2 separate regions of the Anas platyrhynchos genome follow, and region 2 is linked to region 1. The links are chromatin contacts, called in public Hi-C maps. All regions are on one chromosome and are shown on one strand. The core of a region is the stretch at or near the end of the contact, and the rest is flanking DNA. Distances in the headings are between cores, read along the strand shown.

Evidence for each region. A called contact is a pair of places that touch in the nucleus more often than the background predicts.
Region 2: a contact with region 1 is called in a Hi-C map of subcutaneous adipose tissue, with 2.2 times the contacts expected there. The contact joins the promoter of CPLX2 here to the promoter of LOC101798162 in region 1. A contact is called at or near these places in 2 of 8 Hi-C or Micro-C datasets (liver and subcutaneous adipose tissue).

The regions. Positions count from the first base shown.
Region 1 is chr14:8,648,703-8,655,333 of IASCAAS_PekinDuck_T2T, forward strand. LOC101798162 (double-headed protease inhibitor, submandibular gland-like) reads right to left here and starts at 3,305. Exons shown (of 9, transcript XM_005027909.6): 1 at 3,249-3,305; 2 at 1,543-2,198; 3 at 999-1,021; 4 at 294-418; 5 at 1-27. The coding sequence starts at 1,594.
Region 2 is chr14:8,795,334-8,801,964 of IASCAAS_PekinDuck_T2T, forward strand. It overlaps CPLX2 (complexin 2), which reads left to right and starts at 4,111. Exons shown (of 5, transcript XM_072023269.1): 1 at 4,111-4,250.

The DNA.
Region 1 (6,631 bases), core at 2,055-4,554:
TGCTTTTTGTCAATCACTCTGTTACGACTAGGAGAGAGAAGGAAAGGAAGGATTAACCTGTTGATGCCATGTAGTCATCTCACTCATTAAGTCTCTCCACTCGTAAAGCCCCAGTAATTAATCAAACTTAGGAGTTTTGACACGGAAGAGACACAGCCTGACGAGATCCTGCGCACTAGGGAAGACTGAAACTTATGAAAAATCCCATCCACCCCACGATTAGTCACAATTCAAAAGGCTTTCATCTGCTACCTGAACCATCATTATGGGCAATCAGGTGATCTTGTACTCACAAGATTTCTCTGCAGAGCGAGCACTCATTGGGGTACGTCACATTATCGGTGCCACAGACCGGCTGGAAGTCCCTGGGACAGGCGAGATTGCTCCTATCTGCCATCCGGTACACACTGCAGGAGGCCTGTTAAAAAGGACAGATGTGCAGTTTCTCCAAGGGGAGGGAAGGATCTGCTCATGTTCATCATGTTTTCTAAGCACAGGAATGCTACAGGTGGCCATTTTATTTTTTTTTTTCCCCTCTGTCATTCCTCCATGGTGAAGGGAAAGAACAGAATATATCGTTTCCTACAGTATGCATAAACACATTTTCACCATTAAGACATTCAGCACTGTAGATGTGCATGACTGACAAAAATGATCACTCCTCAGGGAATCAGGACAGGGAAGATATTTAGGCAGTTATTCAAAAGTTGTATAGGATTCCTTCTGGCCCTCTGTGCCATGCTGGCTCTCACTTTGCATTATTAATTACCATCTTTTATCACCAATCTGATAAGGTGTCTTTCTCTGACAAAGATGTTTTCTTATTTTGGGGGAAAAGAGGTGGTATAATTCTTGGGGGCACTTTTTCTTCTTCCTTCCTGTCTCTCTCCATTTTCTTTTATTCTTCCTCAAGACTCCCCTGGGATACAGCGTGAATATGAGTTATTCATCTACACTTAGAAATCAAGACTAAATGACAGAGAAGATCTACTACTCACCCATCGTTGACCAGAAACAATATCTACAAAAAAAAGGAGATTATAAAATATAAGTGTTACGGTGTCCTTGATTAAAATTTCTCTGCATTATTAATTTCCCAACAGAGTAACTAAATACACTTTCTTACTACTGAGAATTACTTGTTTTGTAAATGTTTTATCCAGTCCAAGTAAACAAGAAGTTATATCCTATGATTAAAAATAATAATAGTAATAATAATCAATTACTGGTGAAAGTACAAGCTTTGACTTGCTAAAGAAGGAATAGGATATAAACTTTTCTCCTTTTGCAGCACTATTATCCCGGCTAAGTCTAATAAGTTTAAATCAGACAGAGGCATCCTACTAGACCTGTAGTAATGTTTGCACAGGGATAAAGTTCATTAAAAGAGAGTTTACTAAAGACAGCATTACTAAATCATCACTTCTTCAGTAAGCTAAGCTCTCTTTTGGATACATATATACATGTATTAAGGCATCCTGAACTATATAGAATTCAAGATGACTAGAGATATAAGGAGAGACTATAATAAAAACAACTTACCAGAAAAGCAGACAAGAAACAGTAGCCCAAGAAGGGCAGCAGCTCTTGTCATCTTCACGGTGGGAAAGGCTGTGTAGTCTGTTACTTACAAATCTGTTGCTGTTGAGTTCTATAGAGATGTTTCTTTGCCTTCATGCTCCAGACTATATAAGTACATCTCCCTGACCTTGTAAAGTCATCCCATAAAGTAATTATCTGCTCTGTAAACTAACAAAACTGTATTGATTATTAAGTTGAGCCCTAAAGAATACTTGTTTGTTAGAGAAATGCCCAGAAGAATTAAACAAAAATGTGAGCTACACCCAGCTTGTTAACAAAGGCGCCCTGCTGTACAATGAGTGATTTGTACTGTCCAAACAAGAGCACTGTCTCAACACTAGATGTTGTGAAATTACATATGGAAGTTGGCAAAGCAAAAAAGCTAATTTGTTGGAAGTGTTTGAACTAGTGCACACCGTGTTACATACACTACGCAGTATTTGGGCTCTGGGAGACTTGCGCAGTACAGCAGAGTGATGAGACGGCAGCGTGGGACACCCTCAGCTTTTACAGAAATAAAATCCGGGGTTTGGCAGGCATCAGTGTCTTTTGAAGATGCTGCACAGTGAACCTCTTCATAGTCTCTTCTGTATTTTCCTGGTACATTGGATCTCTCGCTAATGGGATAGAAAGAATCAACACAACAGGAAAACGTGACCTAAAACTCCAGAAGTTTGAGACATGTCTATGTACAAGGAAGAATTATTCATCTGTTGACAATCAGCATGAACCTGATTAAGAAACAATGAGAATAACCAGCCTTAAATCTGGACATTGTTTCCTCTTAATGGCAAACAAGTGGCATTCTGTGCAGGTGAAATGGTCTTATTACCACAGTCATTCATAAAAAATTGCAGCAACTGAAAACAGAAGGTGAGTCCATACATTCCCCCCCCTTCTCTTCTCTTTACATGGCATTAAATAGAGAGTGTCATCTTCCCTAAAACATGACATTCAGCTAAGTGAAGAATAAAGGTTCTATTGAAGGTTTTTTTCAACTCTGTCATAGATTTATGACAAAACAAATATTGCATAAAATACTTCTTGAGTTGAATATAGTCAGTCACGAAAGGAAGTGAGGGACAGAACACATTTGTGTTTTAGAAGCCTGATACATGCACGTGGCTTAAAAGAAGCCTGGGTTTTAAATAGAAAATCAGAATTGTTTTTCTTATTATCCTGGGAGATGTTCAAGTCTTGGCATGGGCACATAAAATCATAAAAATGTAGCTGAAAGTGCAAGGGAACCGCAATCACAAAATAGAGCTTGCAGGCTTTGGCCTGTTCGTGTCAATGAAATCATTTTCCTGAAAAATAAATGAGTAATGTTCTTTGGATCTCATTCACAAATATCAAGAGTTGAAGGGTTCATTTAAAAGCTGTTTCTGTTGTATTCTTAGCATCCTGAGTGACGTGACTGTCAAATTTCTTGAACTGATCATAAGCATATTTGGAAGGCAAGCAGTAATCACAGAAGCATTAATATTGATTTTTCTCTAGGGAAAAGAACGCCTAAGCTGAAAATGTTTCCTCAGAATCCGTACCAGCCGTCAGAGGAGATAGCACCTGCTGGCTCTGCAGTGCTTGGTGAGGCTGCAGGAACGCAGGCTCTTCAGCCCTACAACCCCAGACCCTGCACCACATCTAGGTCTGAAAGCCCAAATTACCAAAAACCATGCTGTTCCTCTGGTTTCCCCTTCCTTCAGCCTGAAGCAAGAAACCATGCTGACCTCTCAGGGCTTTTTTATATGGCGGGGAATAGTGTCATTCTCTCGTGTGGCAGCACCTGTCCTTTGACTAACAAGCTCCACCTGGGAGACCCCCTTGCTGCTTCTGAGCATCTGAGTAGGCAGATAGGACAGTGCTGGAAATGCTCCTGTCCCCTCTTCCTCCAGCGATCTGTGCGAGGATACAGTCTTGCTACAGGGTCGATGAGAAAGGATGGGAGCTAATTGGCAGCAGCCAGGGCAGGGCAGCAGGAGCTGCGGGGTGAGGTGTGACATGGGATTGCACAAGGAGCTCGATTAATAAGAAACAGAAGGGAATGGGACAGAAGTAATTGCCGAGCAGCAGATGGGGTGACACAGGCATTAGGAACAGTGAAAAACAACTGTCTCAATACATTTGGAGGAGGGAGCTTCGGGAAATGTCATACACATGTTGCAAATGGGAAGAGGAGAGTGAAGTCACCTGTCAAAATCCCTGTGGGATATGCAAGTCCCGTGATGGTGGGTTCAATAAAGTGAGTTTGAGTATAGGATTATTTTTAGGCTCTTTTTTTTTTTTTTTTTCCTACAGATATGAGACCCACAGAAAAGGTTAAATAAAACACTTCCTGCTATTTCAAGTTCTTAGATGGTAAAGGTTATTAAAGAGGGTTGTGGCCACATGAATGGGATAAACACTGGTAGTTACGTGATGCATCCCCTTGTGTTACGGTAAATTTCCAACAATTCTGTAAATTCTACCCAACTTCTAGTACAAAATGATGTCATCCCATAACACTGATATTTCCCAGGAATTTTTTCCTCTGGTCTTGAGATTCCCTACTGCAAACAAGTCCATAATCTACCATGACCTGAAAAAAAAGCTTCATTAAATTTCCCCGCTTCAATTTAAAACTTGTCACAGGCTTCACTTGTCTACAAAAAGAAATAATATTTTTCAATTTGGGAAAAAAAAAAAAAAAAAGAGAGAAAAAAAAAAAAAAGAGAGGAAAAAAAAAAAAAAAGCTGGATGTGTGGAGGCGAGCGCTCTGCAGTCCCAAATGCAGAACTGCTGCAGGCCGAATGTAAAGCGCAGTGATCGCACCCACTGCTGCTGTGCCCCACGCAGGATGTACCAAAACAGAGTGCTATTACCGGAGCTGTGCACACGGGGGCAGGACTACATCTCCTATGAGGACGGGAATTCAATTTTGGAGCAAGCAAAGCCCCTGCTCTCAGCCGCACTCTTGTAATATTTCTCCTCGCAGCTCAGCTATCTGATTGCTGCCTGCATATCTCCTGCCGTTTAAGCACAGATGATATCACAGGCAGGAAGGGTGTCTGGAATAATTTGTCTGTCTGGGAGCCGCACGCTTACAGCAGGGCGCTGAGGATCCAGCCCCTCGCATCCAAATCCCTCAGTGCGTCCCAGCTCGGTCTCGCTGCAGCAGCTCTGACACAGCCAACCCCCAGACAGCATCACCAAGCAATTTTCTTTCAAAACATTTTATTTTTCCCCACATTGAGGAAGAACATAGTAAGAAACCGTTTATGCTGATGAAGCCTTGCAGAAAAACTGCGTTATGAGCGAGGTCTAGACTGGCCTGAGGTGTGTTTTGGTCAGTAACAAGTAGGATAATACACTAAAAGAGAAGTGTTGATATAAAATAGAGCAGAACCAAATAACTAAATGCAACGTGTTAATCAGTTTCTAGGGTAATTGAATGGCATTTCCTAAATTCACAAACATCAAATAATGGCACAGAGGGCTGAGGTACCACTCAAAGAATTGTACCATAAAACACCTCTGCAGGCAGACAATGTTTCCTGCCTTGAATTTCCTGGAGGGAGAGTTAGATTAGTAATGGTGAGAGGATATTGTGTTGTTGTGGCAGGATTTTATTGAGCAGCAACAAAAAAATCATTTTCAACAGTGCTCATGGAAGAGTCTCATCTTGCTTGCTGTCCTGCAGAGCTGCCCATGGTGCGGAGGGTCAGGGATGATGCTGGGGTCCTGCTCTGCCCCCTGCCACCTCCTCAGAAGTGCTGCATGCTGGCGCTCAGTGTCAGGATGGAGGATTTGTCCCCGTTAATTTCTGCTCACAGTTTCCCCTCAATTGCCTAGGTTTTCCTGCTTAGTGGGCATGGCCCCTGGAAGATGCTCTCTGAAGACCACTGGGATCCAGAGAGCAGCTGGGAGCTCCACTTGGCACTGAGAAAGCATAGCTTCTCGGGGGCCCTCTTCATCTTCATCTTCCTCCTCCTCCTCCTCTCTGCTGCTCTCTGGGAAGGATGACAAGCAATGAGGCTGATGACCTCTTACCTGACTGCCTTGCACAGCAGAGGGGACAAGCAGGAGCACAGTGCCTGCCACACACACCCCCAGCACTGCCACCACGCTTTGTCACGGTCCTCAGCATTGCCCTTGGTCCCGAAATGCCTCCCCACACCCAGACATCCCACCCCCAGGAGGGACATCCCAGCCCCAGGAAGGGGCTTGGTGCTGAGTGGTTGCGCACACTCACATCTTCTGGAAATAAATAGTCTCCCTCCAGAGAGCCGCTCTCTCTGGTCTCTGGAAAGTGGCACGTTGTCACTTAAGATCATTAACTATTTGGCTGTGAGACGGCTGCCTGTACAGCCCGCTGCACTGCCGGCACTTCACTGGTAATGAATAATAAATTAACGCTATGACTCTGAGCCCTTCCTTTCATCAGCCAAGATTTCCAGAGGCCCAAGAATCTCAAAGGATCCTCTACAAGTGGCAGCTGACGCAATTACCTACAGGCAGCAGCTAAGTGGTGGGTGAGGTGCCGAAACGGGCTGCGGAAGCTCCTGCTCACAGTCCTCTGAACATCACCCGCACCCCGATGAGTGTCACGAGCACAAATGCAGGCAGGCAGGTGCCCCCTGCCTGGGGAAACATCCCGTCCTGCTGCCTGGGGAGGCACAGAAAGTGACTGCTAAAAGACTTCAGCCACCTGCAGGTGTGTTTGCTACCCCACTTCCACGGGGGGAGATGCAGCTGGGAAGTGCCCTTCTTCGCCACCTCTCTCCGCACCTGCTAGGGAGGCAGCAAGTGTCTGTTTGGGATGCCCTTAGCAGGATAAATCCACTGGAGCATTGCACCAGGTTGCATCCCCAGCTCTGGTTCTCTTTAGGAAATCTGGGTGAAGGCCCTCAGAGAAACTCATTGCCTTCGGAGATGGAGCTGATTTCTTTGTAGATCAGACAATGCATTCTCTCTCCCTGTAATTTACCCATTAGTACCCACACCCCAGGACTGTTGCAGTGAAATAATCACAAAACATCTTAAGAAAAAAACAAAAAACATCATGAGACAT
Region 2 (6,631 bases), core at 2,861-5,360, 150 kb after region 1:
TTTCTTCATTACTTACCCAAGCTGTAAATTGTCTAATTTGGAGCACACCATTTATCCCTGATGTGCACTTGAGCAGCCAGATTTTGTTTTCAGGTGTGTAATTAATTTTTTTTAATGTGATTTCTCTCCTAGGAAACCGCAAACAAACAGCTCTGGCTTTCGGGGCCGGGCTGCTGGGGTGAGCGGTGGGGCAGGGCGCGGGCAGGCGAGAGCAGAGGCCAAATCCTGCTGGATAACACCAAAATCCCGGCTCTGCGGGGGCAGGATCGTCTCTGCCCCGATGCCACCCACCAGCACCCGGCCTCCCCCATCACTGCCACGCTCCCCTGGCAGCAGCGAGGGGAAGCAACAACTGCTTTCCCCGCTCCGGGCTCAGTCTGCTGGGAATTACCATTTTTATTAAAATCTACCATGTCCTTGGCTGCGGGGAATGTGATTTGCTCCTGGAATGAGATTACGGAGCTTCCCGAGGAGCTGGGATCGGCCTCGGCGACTTCTGCCCTCGAGGCACGTCCCCGTGGCTGGCTGCACGCGGGTGCTGGTGGCACGGAGGGGACAGGGACACCTTGTGCTGCTGCTGGCACGTGTTCCCTCACCGTCCCACCGGCAGCAGCCACCCGCAGAAAAAGGTCACTGCTGCATCCCCTGGGGATGAGGATGCCAAGGGCCTGGCACCTCGGGGGGGTTCTGCTCATTCCCTTCTCTGCTGTGACCCCCCAGGAGTGGTCCCCAGGCTGAGGGCTGGGGCTGAGCACTCTGCACCCACCCCGTTTATTCCCCTTTGTGCCGGGTAACCGGCTCCCAAGGAGCTGCTTAGCATTCAGAGCAGGTGCCCGCGCTGTTTCAGGGCAAAAACTCTCGAGTTTGGCTTCGCAAACACATCGATCTTCTGCAGCCTGCCGTAAAGGGCAGCATCTCCGCACCCACCTGCCGAAAACAGTTAACAGCAGAGGGTCCCAGCGCTGTGGGGCCAGGCTCGGCTCTCCCAAACCCCAAAACACGCAGCCACCTTCTCCCCAGCACCTTCTCCCACCAGGTTTGGTGCCGTGCAACCGCGCCGAGCTCATCTTCCTGACGGGCAGGGCTGCTTTATCTGCCTTCCCTCTCCTGATAAGGGCCCGGCTGCGCGCTCGCCAGCCTGAGGAGATAACACTTAAACAGCTTCTTTTCTTACACTTCACGTGGGGATTATTACGCCTGCCTTGAGTCCCCCCTTGCTGCCAGCACGGGAAAAAATCCATCGCAGAGCATCGCCGGCACGCAGGGCAGCACCGAGGGCTGTCCCCTCCTGCGTCCAGCCGGGGAGCTGAGCACCCCCTGCACCACCCACACAGCACCAGCGCTGCCACCAAGGTGACCTCTCCCCGTGGGAGCACGTTTCCTGCACTTTGCTCCAAAGTGTTTGCTCAGGAGTGGCTGCAGCTGCCCCGGAGCCCAGCTGCCTGCTGCGGGAAGGAGCCACGTCCCCTGCCAGGGACCGGTGTTGGCCCCACATCGCTGTCCCCACAGCCACGGGAGAGCCACCAGCCCCCCAGCGCCCGACTGCCAGGCTCCAGCGTGCAGTTTTGGAGCAGTCTGGTATAGATCATGGCAAAGCGGGAGCCCCCCCGGACAGCACTTGGATGGCTTCTCCTGCTAGGAGGAATTGCAAAACCAGCAGCTCCCCTTAGCAGGGTGAAGGCTGGGGAGAAAAACGACCATTGATCGCCCTGCGAGTTCAGCAGCGAGGCTCGCATGGCCATGATCAATAGCACCGGAGAGGTGCTGGGCTCGCTGGGGGTTCTGCATCTGCCTGGGGCGTGGGGATGAAGCCTGCACCCTGGCAGCACCCAGCACAGCCCTGCAGGGTGCAGCCCCCACCGTGCAGCCCCACCGGGCTCCCTGTACCCATATTTCCATCCTGAGGGGGAGGAGAGCAGCGATGCGCACTCGGGCACAGCAGGGGCGAGCTGGCAAAGCAGCCATCCCATGGCCACAGCTTCCCACCCTGGTGGCACAGAGACAGCCCCAGGGACCCTCTGCCAAGGGACCCGGTGGACAGCCCACCCTCGGGAGCTCAGCCCTTGCCCTGGCTCCCCGTGGGTCCCTTCTCGTCCCCACGCACAGAAGTGGCAGCGAGGTTTCCAGCCCACTCACCAGCCTCAAGGCCAGCTGCCCCGCCACCCGCAGGGCACCCAGCCTTGGCCCAATGGGAGGAATGGGGTGAAAAGCTGAGATTTCCGTCCTGCCAGGGGAGGATGTGGGCAGAGAAGGCAGGACTACACTTCCCAGAGTGCTCCTGGCCCTGCCTGCCGCCCGGGGAAAGGCTCAGGGACCCAGCCACCAGCTCCTCCCTGCTCCTAAATTATTCTGATTATTATTTATTTGTGGTTTTTCTGCACTTAACTGCCTGCCTCGTCCACTTAATCGGGGGATTATTGCCCTACCTGCCCATCCGCCTGAGCCCGACTCATTACTGGGGCTTATTTATTAGCAGCGAGGCAGCAGCAGCGCACCCTGCGGCTCTCTCTCCTCCGGCACAGGCAGCTGGAGGCGATGGAGGGAGGCGAGCCGGGGCCACGGCAGGGCCACCGGCAGCGTCAGGGCCACCGGCAGCGAGCACGGCCACGGTTCTAGCACGGAGGTGTCACAGCAGCCTCCTCCCGTGGCTCACGTCAGCCCAGGCCACGGGACACGGCCGCTCTTGGCAAAGCGCAGGGGAAACAGCGAGAGCCTGGCTGAGCCTTCAAAGTGCTGGGGAAAGGTCAGAGGCACGGCGCTGTGCTTCTGCTTGCAGGGAGGGACACGAGCTCCTCGGCACGGAGGTGGCAGCTGAGTGGCGGCCACGTGGCAGGGTGACAGCAGCGGGTCACCGGAGCCCGCAGCGGGCAGGCAGAGGGGAATCGGTGTCCCCAAACCCAGGAGCAGCCGCTGCACCCCCCGGTCCTTATTCCGACTGCTGCTCCCGTCTGCAGGCAGGAGCATCGGGGAGGAATGTGGGACGGAGCGCACGAGCCTGCCTATGGAGCACGGAGATAAATAAAACATGGGGGGAGGCAATCAGAGCTGCCCACTCGGCCGCGGGCTGCGCGGGATGCGGCGGCTGCGCAGGGTAGGGGGGGGACCCTCAGCCGCTCCTCCCCAGCCATCGGGCCCGCGGCCCCAGCGCTGCTCGGCTGTTTGCAGCCACGTTTTGCAGCCTCAGCACCGGGGGGGATTGATTTATTCATCAGCTGCTCCATCCCACACCAGCCCTGCGTGCTGGGCAGCAGCGGCGCCACGAGCCGCGGGTGATGTGACGAGCGGCACGCAAGGCAGCGGGGCTGGCGGACCCCACGGGGGGCTCCTGGCTGGCCTGACACCCCCTGACACCCCCTGACACCCCCTGACACCATGCCAGGAGGACGAGGGACACGCTGGGGAGGGAAACATGAGCATCGCACTGCCTCAGGGCTGTGGGGTGTTAAAGCAGCTCTGTCCTGAACCCCCTGGAAGGGGCCGGGATGGAGAGGCAGGAACCCCTTTGTCAGAGGATCAGCAGCACTGAGGGACAGACCTATTGCAGGGACAAAGAGCAAAAAAAGGGACAAAAAGTCCCTGTCCCCTGCCCCTCCACTCGCCCTGCTCCCCTTGCTCAGACCACTTCACCTCCCCAGCCTTGGTTTTTGGAGACCCCCCAGCTCTTTGCACACCGGGGCGAGGCACCGGCACCCCCATGCTCAGTGCCCCCACGTCTCTGGGTGGCACCCGCACAGCCCCACAGCCAGAGACCGGCTCCAACCCCACGGGAGGGGGAATGGCTGAGCCGGGGGGAGAGAAGTGCAGGGCCCTGCTGGTGGGATGGATACGGGGGGGGGGATTCCTGCAGGGGGGGCGACAGCTCGGGAAGGATGAGCAGGAACCGGGGTGGCCAAGAACTGGGGGTACCGGGGTCGTGTCCAGGTACCGGGGGGGGGTCTGCCGGGGGCACCGCAGGGAGCGGGGACGCAGGGAGGGATGCGCAGCGGGGGCGATGCTTGGGCACGGCGGGGGGGGGACACGCGCTCAGGGCCGGGTACCGCAGGGGACTCGCCACCGGCGGGGGCGCGGGGCGGGCCGGGGGCGGGCACGGAGCCGGCCCCGCCCGGGAGGCCGTGCGGCGGAGGGGGAGCCAGCAACGGGAGCCCCCCCCCGGACCGCTCCGGCTCCCGCCTCCCTTCCGGCGGCGGCTCCTTCCCTGCGCCGGGGGTGGACCGGGCGCACCGGAGCCGCACCGAGCCGAGCCGAGCCAGGTGGGTGCGGGGCCGGCACCGGGCACCGGGCACCGGCAGCCGGGGGCGGGCCCCGCCGTGCCGCAGAGCCCGGGGATGGGCGGAGGTGTGGGGATAAGGGGAGGGGGGGAGCGGTGGAGAACGGGGATGGGGATGGAGATGGGGATGGGGATGGGGCCGGGGACCGGCCCGCCGAGCCTCCCGGGGCCGCCGGCTTATGTAACGGGGCGGCGGCCGCGGGGCTGCGGCATGCGGGCTGCGGGGCGCGCTGCGGCTGCGGGAGGCAGCGCTCGGCGGGGTCCCTGTCCCCCCCCAGCATCACCATCACCTCTTCCCCGGCTGCCCCCACTTCTGCAGCCCATCCCCTCCCTGCCCTCCGCCCCGCAGGTCGGGCGGGGGGGTCGGGAAGGGCTGTGTGTCCGTGTGTCCCCCCCTCTCCATCATCGCACGGGGATGTGGCGCACGGGGATGTGTCCCTGCGGGCACGGAGAGGCGACCCGCACCCCCTGCCACCCTCTGCTTGTCCCCCGGGGGCAGCTCCCGGTGCCCTGCCGGGCTCTCCATACACCTCCCCATCCCCGTCTCCCTCCCGGGGAGGCTCAGCCCCTCCTGGGCCACCCCTGCTGCACGGCAGCTCCGCTCCCCGGGGTGCCATCCGGCCCCTTTCCCCACCGCAGCACCCCTGCTGCGCCCCAGCACCCCCAGGCTCCATCCCCGTCCCCCTGTCACATCCCCGGGGCTGTGGCACGCAGGGCAGGTGGCTGCAGGGACCCGGGCCTGGCAGCACGCGGTGACAGTGCCACCCGCATGGCAGGAGCGTGACCGGGTGGCTGCTGCCCCCAGGCAGGCGGCGCAGGGAGTGGGAGCAGCAAAGCAGGGCTGGTGCTTTTGCTCCGGACAGGGCTCGTGGCTCGGGGCTTCGCTGCCAGCCTACGGACACCGGGGAGAGCTCTGCCGGGGCAACCCGGCCCAGGAAAATGTCTCGAAGTCTCCCTTGGCCGTGGGCTGAGCGTTTGTTTCTTCGATCGCTTCTCGCGCGCTAACATTAGTGCCGAGATGACCCCAAGCAGGCAGAGCTATTAACACCTCGCAGCGCCCGGAGGACGGTTGCGGTTCGCACCTTGGCTCATCCCTGGCTCTCCGCAGCCTCCTGCTGCCAGGCGCAGCCCGCCAGGCCCGCTGCTGCTCCTCGGGAGCCGTGCGCCGAGTTCCCCATCACCATTTTAGCACCGAGTCCCAGCAGAGGTCGGGCTCACAGGAGCGTGGCCCCGCTCCAATCCCACCGCTGGGCACTCTCCTACCCCAGCTGGTGGCAGCCAACGTGGCACCGGCCCCACCACGGGGACCCCGCTGTCCCCAAGGCTGTGCGGGCACGGGACCGCACGAGCTCCTCCTGCCCGCAGCCTCCCGGGCAGACCTTCCCGTTTGTTCCTCTGCCAGCATTATCCCTGAGTTTAACCGAGCCCTCTCCCTCCCCGGTGTTTACTCGCCGGGTGTATTTATAGAGAGCAATCAGGCCTGCTCAGCCCGGGTAAACAAGCTGTGCTCCTGCGGGCTGCGCTCGCCTCAGCGCTCCTGCTGCTCGTCCCACGAGCTTTCCCCTCCGCCTCTCCTGGCTCCACGGAGGCCCAGACCTCGTGCCCGACCTGGGCTCTCCGAGCTGTGCCACCCGGCCCCGGTCTCCCCATCGGTCCCCAGGAGCTGCCGTCACCCTGCCCGTGTCACCCTGCCCGTGTCACCCTGCCCGTGTCACCCTGCCCGTGTCACCCTGCCCGTGTCACCCTGCCCGTGCTGCTGCACGAACGCTCAGGATCATTTTTCATCTCAGCCCGGCAAGTAGGACCCGAGCCTGCCCTGGCCCAGGGACAGATGTGCAGGAAGCAGTGAGGTTTTTAAGGCTGAAGGTTTGGGTTTGAGGCACACAGGGTGGCTCAGGGGCAGGGCACAATGTGACACCTGAGATTTCTCAGCCCCCTGTGGCAGGCAGGACGGGTGCTGCTGCCCTGACGATATTTCCCCTGAGCGCAGAGGCTTTGTGCCTCTCCCCAGCACCCAGTGCCTGGCCACGAAGCTACTGCCAGCCCCGAGCAGGTCACCAGAGCATCTCCTGACACAGAAGAAAGGCTTTGAGACGTGTCCCCGCATTTCCCACCCCACACTCCCACTTCTTCCCATCCCCAGCCCACCCCCGGGTGCCTCAGACACGGCGGCAGCTGGAGGAGCTGAGCCCTGCACGGGGGGTGCTGAGAGCTGCAGGTGCCAAGCAGAGGGGCTGGGGAATCTCCAACAGCCTCACCTCAGGGCTCAGCTTCCCCCTGGGGGCTGCCCTGTGGGCAGACCCTCGGCTGGGTAAAAGCAGCCCCACCAGCACCTGCTGGGCACCCCCGCTCTGCTCTCCCCTT